Regions from separate parts of the Hordeum vulgare genome. Here region 1 is linked to region 2. The links are chromatin contacts, called in public Hi-C maps. All regions are on one chromosome and are shown on one strand. Each heading gives the region's core, a stretch centred on a gene start, on an enhancer-like site or on the middle of the called end of the contact. The rest is flanking DNA. Distances are from core to core; before and after follow the strand shown. Region 1 holds the start of LOC123434756 (STE20/SPS1-related proline-alanine-rich protein kinase-like). Region 2 holds the start of LOC123434730 (cytochrome b5).

What was found. A called contact is a pair of places that touch in the nucleus more often than the background predicts.
Region 1: a contact with region 2 is called in a Hi-C map of seedling, with 5 times the contacts expected there. The contact joins the promoter of LOC123434756 here to the promoter of LOC123434730 in region 2. A contact is called at or near these places in 4 of 6 Hi-C or Micro-C datasets (leaf and seedling) and 1 of 1 datasets of contacts at active chromatin or transcription factors (embryo).

What each region holds. Positions count from the first base shown.
Region 1 is chr1H:337,305,861-337,309,476 of MorexV3_pseudomolecules_assembly, forward strand. It overlaps LOC123434756 (STE20/SPS1-related proline-alanine-rich protein kinase-like), which reads left to right and starts at 2,235. Exons shown (of 22, transcript XM_045115532.1): 1 at 2,235-2,674. The coding sequence starts at 2,477.
Region 2 is chr1H:336,959,635-336,963,110 of MorexV3_pseudomolecules_assembly, forward strand. LOC123434730 (cytochrome b5) reads right to left here and starts at 1,487. Exons shown (of 4, transcript XM_045115530.1): 1 at 1,298-1,487; 2 at 1,025-1,137; 3 at 92-158. The coding sequence starts at 1,472. LOC123434714 (protein HLB1-like) reads left to right here and starts at 1,487. Exons shown (of 14, transcript XM_045115529.1): 1 at 1,487-2,047; 2 at 3,441-3,476. The coding sequence starts at 1,749.

The sequences.
Region 1 (3,616 bases), core at 985-3,484, 350 kb after region 2:
TATATGGAAAGAGATGTTTGAGTATCATAGCATGATAATACCGCATCATATTAAATGATGTACTAGTATGTGTCATGCATGACAATAAATGAAGTAATTATGGTATCCCCTCCCTTCTAGTTTATAGTGGTTACTTCAAAAATTTCACCAACCAAGATAGATGGTGAGTGGTGGAATAATTTCAGTAGTTTACATATGTATTCAATTAATGGGCTATTTTTTCTCAATCATTTATGTTTACAAATGTGTTAATTGCAATGCATGCATTCATGACAAATAAATGATCAAAAACTTTTATATACATTGATGAGTTTTCTCTTTATTCTTGCATGCAACGGTTTTATGCACCTTGAAATGTGAACAATGGGAAAACATTTTTTTTAAATAATCCCTAGAAACAGGAAGGGAAGGAGTAACAAACTATGATACTCTTCATTATGGAGGTGGTATCATACACTAGTATCATTTGCTTGATAGTAGTATATGATACTTACCATTGTGACCAGCCTAAGAAAGTCATCCCCACTAGCTTATTTATCTCAACATGCAAGCATGTCACCTCATCATACAATTATGAATATGATAAAGCCCACCTCAACATGCAAGCATGCATGAGAAAAGACCTACCACAACATTAAACCATGCATGGAAAAACATTTTTCATTAAATTATTCTACTTATTTTCAAAAAATATTGTTAGAACTATACATAATCAAATATAATAATTCATATGTATTTCTTAATCTCATGTTATAAGCCTAACTTTTCATCAACAGATTCTCGCAGCATTGCGCGAGGTATCCTTTAGTTAACTTAAAACTCCAATGAAGTGGGGCATGGTAGAGACTTCTTAGTGAGGTTATTGGGGATGCAAAGAGAAACCTTGAGACTAGCACTCGAGCTCAACTCCGGACGACTAAAAAATAAAGGAACGAGCATGAGCACAAATCACCATTCAACTAAAAATGAGTTGAACCAGCTCATTCAATTTTGGCTTCATACACCTTGCAACAATGTAAATGTTAGGGCATATTTTCAAGTTTTCATAGGTACATATATATGCAACTAATTTATTTGCACTTCCCATTGTAATGCAATAATTTATTATATAGGGTAGCTACAAGTTAACGAATTTCTTACATGCATTACATATTTGTATTGTTTTGAAATTATGACACGTGTGTTATAATTTATTCTGTACCTCCTTTTGTTTCACAAATGGTGCATCAAAATTTAGTTTCATCACCACATTTCCATTTTGAATGGTGTGTCTAATATTTCTATTTATTGTCATTGCGGTATACCATGTTTCAATTTTTTACATTCTAACAAGTGGAGATTTTAAAACATTTTCTCTTCCTCAAAAGTGGCCTAAGATCAAGAGCTTACTCCCAAACTCGACCTCTAGATCAACACAAACCGAATTAGCATGTTTTTATTAAACAAACTCATCATGTTTGCAGCTTTAGATGTGCAATGTGATACGCGCATCAAAAAACACATGCATGCCCGCTTGTACGTAACAATCAACCACCAACCACGACAAAATAATTACAATGGAAAGTAATTATTGAAATTTAACATTTTTTTGCCAGTTAGGAATCTTACTAACCAAAATACGGTCCAGAATACACACACACATAGATTACGAAAACAATATTTTCTCTGGCCGTTATGATATGATCTTTTCTAGAATTGATCAAAAATCAAAGAATTGATTCTAGAATTGAGGTGGACTACATGAAGCACTATTTCAAGGGCTTTTAGACACCAAATCATGTTTTTTTTTTAACTTTTGGGACCACACAGAAACGTGCGGTATTAGATATGATCCGGCTTATTTAAGACTATACATTTATCAGTTGCTCAAAGCATTCCCGGTTTACTCGCATCCGAATTAAGTTTTCCTTGCTTATCTCGCTCGTTTATTTATGAGCTTGGATATAGTTGCCGGCGTCCGTACACACCAGTCCTTTCCTTCCCCTCCCCGCAGACGATCCCCCCCCCCCATCGGAAGCCCAGCATCGGGAGGCGGAGATCTACCAGGCAGTCGGCCGCACGCCGCTCCCTCGCTGCCACTGCCCACCGCGTCCACTGACAGACCGGTCCCACGTACGCTGGCCCCGCATGTCAATGACCGGTCTCGCCGGCAGGTCGCCCCCACGTCTCCGCCCCCGCCACGTCACGGCCGAAATCATTAGTATTTTGCTCCCTTTCGCGACCTCGTTTGTTAAGCGTCCTTCCGTTCGCTATCTCCTCTTCCTCTTCCTCTCCTCCCCTCTCTCCAGCGTAGCCCCCCCCCCTCCTCTCTCCCTCCCTCTCTCTAGCATCTCTCCTCTCCCTCCTCCCAGCTCGCGCGGGAGGCACCGGTCAGAGGCCAGGCCGAGCGCGGCGGGGCGTGGGGTGGGTGAGCTCCGCTGGTCCCGAGGGCGTCGGAGGGCCGTCGGCGCTGCCTCCGGCGGCCGGTCGTAGCGACATGGGCAGGAACGGGAGCGTCAAGCGCGGCGCGGCCGCCGCGCCGCCTCCGTCGTTCACGCTGAACCCGGCCGACTACCGGCTCATGGAGGAGGTGGGCTACGGCGCGCACGCCGTCGTCTACCGCGCGCTCTTCCTCCCCAGGAACCACACCGTTGCCGTCAAGTGCCTGGATCTCGACCAGCTCAACAACAACATCGTGAGCATCCGTCTCGTCCCGTCCCGTCCTCCCTCCCTGCTCCCGTGTGGCTTCGGCGTTGGGTTGCTTCTGCTGTTTGATCTGGCGAGAGATCCATTGGTTGATTGGAGTGGATCCTACTGCTGATTTGGTAGCTTTGGAGATCGCGATGGAATTTGGCCTATCTGGCGTCCTAGTATTAGCCTATCATGCTCCAGGATTTGCTTCCACATGATACACTGGCTGTTAATAAATTATCATTTTAATGATGCGCCACTAGTCGTTGTGAGGAGGTTAGAAATAGAACGATCAGCTGAGTCCTGTGTATGCAGCATTTTCGATTCTTAGAGTGGCTGTGTTTTTGGATGACCTTTTTTTGCTTGCAGCTGGTTGAGACGGTGGGTTGTTTTTGCTAGAATGCCTACTACGGCACGCAGTGTCCGTTACATCATGGCTGCGTCTCGCTCACAGGCGGGCAGACAGATCGACCGAACGGCACACATCATGGTTGTGCTGCAAGACTCACATTTTGCACGCTGCGCGTTACTAGTCCTTTTTTTTCTTCTATCATTTACTTTGAGCATTTTTTTTGCCGATGTATGAACCTGATGGCGGTGGGTATGTCAAACACAGTGTCACTGCCAGAACCCTGCCTGGAGAGGGGAGGCACTTGAATTTGCATGCATGCTGCATGAGCAGGGACGCGGTCATGCAGCTTGGGTTTGTGCTTCCAGTTGGGTGGGCACACGTGTTCGTTGACGACGAAGGTCTTAGGAGAAGGGAACGTTGTCGTTTACTAGAATTCATGACTCATAGATAGATACAAGGATCAGCATTTCCTAGTGGTACGTAAGATTATGCGGTTTGTACCATGACATTATCCATTTGGGGGATTTGGGAGGATGTCTTTATTAGGGACTTATTATACATCTCTACATGTACCTTTACGCCATACATGTATGC
Region 2 (3,476 bases), core at 237-2,736:
GTAGTGATCAGGCTTGAATATTAAAATCAAAATTGCGCAAGACTTTCCAAAGTCTGATCAACAGTTATGAAATACTACGAAAATGGCTCACCGGTTACTGCCAGCAGCACCTCATCTCCACCAGGATGCTCATCCATGAAAGAGGTGACATCATACACCTGAAATGTTACACAACATGAGCTGATATAGTCAGGCATGTTTTGCAGCACACATAACGGGAATTTCGTCAGGTAAATTTCTCAGTTCCTGCTGGGTATTTTTTTTACTCCAACGGAATCTAATCCACTGGGTGCAGAGAAAACTCTAGACCGTACATGCCACACTGGAACATTCAAGGCCACACAATTGAAATGGTTACCAACGAACATGTCGGCCACACATACTGCAGGGACACCATTTTGGTGGGGCTACCCAACATCAACCACGTCCATGTGAATCAATCACCCTGATACATTAGAGTATAGATTCACTCATTTTGCACCGTATATAGTCTCCTAATGTAATCTCTTCAAAGACTTATATTTAGGAACGGAGGGAGTACATGTTAATTAACTCGTTTCCTTCCACCATGACTAGTTAATAACTTAATATGCACATCTGCAGAAGAGGAAGGTGCATGTAAAAGCATGTGGAGTGAACCTAGGCTAGAAGGCTGTAACTGGTCTGGAATTGGAACACAAACTTGAAATAAATCACTTCATATTTGTCCTCATAAGACTATGTGCTTGCCAGAGAACATCGTTGTGGGCAAAGTATCAGCAGCTCAACAGATCTGCTTAGGGTGATTTGACTTGAGCAAGCTCAACAAGAATACTCAATTCTACGAGCCCAGCAGACTCAATTCCACCCCATGAAGAAGCCTAGCATCTAGAAGTATTATATATCCTCCAGGACTCGGAACTATGTGACGGATGACACCCTGAGTTGCATCTAGCTCAAAGTGCTCGACAGGCTAGTTACAGAACTCGCATGAGAAGTAGTACCCCTAGATGCTAGAGTAGGAAAACAAAGGAGGGAAGCGCACCTTGCCGGCGATGACGAGCCAGCAGTCCTTGGTGACGTTGTGCCTGGCGACCTCCTCGAAGCCGAACACCTTCTTGTCGCCGGCCATGGCTCGCAAGTCGCAACACGCTCTGCCTGCCTGGAGGGGGGAGAGAATGATAATTCCACACCACCAAATAATAAATAAATAAAATGAGTCCTCCTTGTCGTGCGCCTAGATCCACGACACGTCGTCGGGGGAGAAAAGCGGTTGGGTCGCTGTTGGTTGGCTGGCCGTCCGGTCGCTCTCACTCACCTGGGGGCGGCCGCGAGGAGGGCGAGAAGTCGCCGGCGAGGGGGACGGGCCGGCGGAGTGTCGCGCGCACCGAGCGAGGACGGAGGAAATGGATCACGCGCTTTGGACAGCGCCCCCGTTCCGCGTGCGCGGTGGCGCCGGAGCCTGCTGTATTTGAGCCCCTCCCGCATCCCATCCCGTCGCGGCCGTGTTTCCTAAATTGCCCCTCGCACGCCGGCCCTGGGCCGGGCCGTTTCCTCCCCTGGGCTGAAATCGGGCTTCAGCCGTTTCGGCACGTCAGCTTGCGGAGTCACGCCCGCCCGCCTCGCGCGATCGCTACCGTTTCCGTTTGCCCAGTCGTACGCGACCGTGTGGCGCGAGACGAGACGCAGACACGAGAGGTGAGTGCCCGGTGAGACGCCTGCGCCGCGCCGCCCCCAGATCGTGTACCTGACGCCGATCGGCTCGTGCCATGGAGGAGCCCGCGGGGCCCGTGCCCGGGGACGGCGGGGAATTCCCCGACGGCGCGGGTGAGAAGGCGCCGGTGGAGGTGGAGGTGGAGGAGGACGAGGCGAGGGAGGAAGAGGAGGAGCCGCCGCGATCGGCGACGGCCAAGCAGGAGGAGGCCAACGCGGCGCTGGGCGCCGACGGGTCCCGGCCGTTCACCGCGCGGGAGCTCCTCGGCGAGATCAAGGAGGACGGCGAGGCGGACGGGGGCGGAGGCGTTGGGGACGGGGGCGGATCCGCCGATGCCGAGGGTCCTTCGTCCAGGTTCGTGCAGACGCCGCGCGCGTCCTTGTGCCGTGCCATTTCGATCGTCACTCCGTTCAGTATTGCATCGATAACTGAATCCATTATATTGGTTCATGGCTTCACCTTCACGTTGGGACCCATGTCATCTACTCCTATTTGAATTGTGCATTCGAGGTGTTGCTTTGTTTTGGTGATTAGCAGTTGAAATAGAAGACATTTTCCCCAATTATATTTGGGTTTGGGTCTACTTGCCAACTTGAATTGAACTGCTGGTCAGTTATGCAGTTGCTGGTTCCCCCTGTTGCCACACTGCTTACTTTTGGATGTAATAATTTATCGGGGTATCAGTGGTGTTACTTCAGCAAAGCAAATTAGTGGCCCCCATTCTAGCAGAACTCTAGCGTCCTGTTTGGATGGAGTTGTTGGTGCATATGCATCACTGAGCTAATACGTCACTGACTGAGTAACCATTCTTTTTTTAGTGTACGGACTAACTATTCTTATTTAGTTATTTAGGATTGTACTATTGCATCTTATAGTTTATACTCCTTGGCTGACTGATGGGAATGATGATGAATCAAGATACAGTTTTGTTTTCTTGCTCTGCTCCCCTTCTGGTTTCAGTTTTGCTTTGGGTTGTCGGGCTCGTATGTATTCATGCTTTTTTTTTCTAGTAGAAATGACAGACATTTGGGTGTGTAAGGGCAGCCCGGTGCACGTAGCTCCTGCTTGCGCAGGGTCCTGGGAAGGATCCAACCACTCTGGGTCTTCTGTACGCAGCCTTTTCTTACATTTGGGTGTGTGTTCGAAGCAAAAAAGTTTATAGTCATCTGCCATCTCATAACAAGAACGCTTGCGCAAACATAGCAAAAATTGTTGTCTGTCTGGAAATGCAGCTAATATGTTTGTGCAGTAAGAGAGGTGAGCATGTTCTGTGTGAGCTAGTCAAATGAGAAAAGAACACTGCAGGATGATGTTGTCTGACTTGGATCCCACAAACTAAATCGTGTTTGTCAATTTTCACCTGTGTACAGTGATGACTGGAAGCTTATCATCTCGCTACATATTACTACTGATCAGTTATCCTAGTGTCATTTCGTAGTTCTTATCAGGGTAGCGGCAATTGGCATGCAATTCTGCAACATCTTAGGTGTTGATGTTGTGTTGTCCTGTCTAAAAAATGAACAGTACAAGTCTATTCCATTTTCCATATGTATTGGTATAGAAGTGTTTCATTTCAGACTGAACAAGCTGTCTTGCATGACGTGGCCAAGTTGCAGCTGTTCTTTTAATCGATCGTACCGTTACAAATGAACTGTTTACTGATTTTTTGTTCTTTACCAACAAGAATTCTGCAAGAATGCTCTTAATGATAACTGTTCTGTTAATTTTTTTTTTCAATCCTTTCCAGCCAAGAGAGCATGCAGCAGTTTTCATCCCATCATGA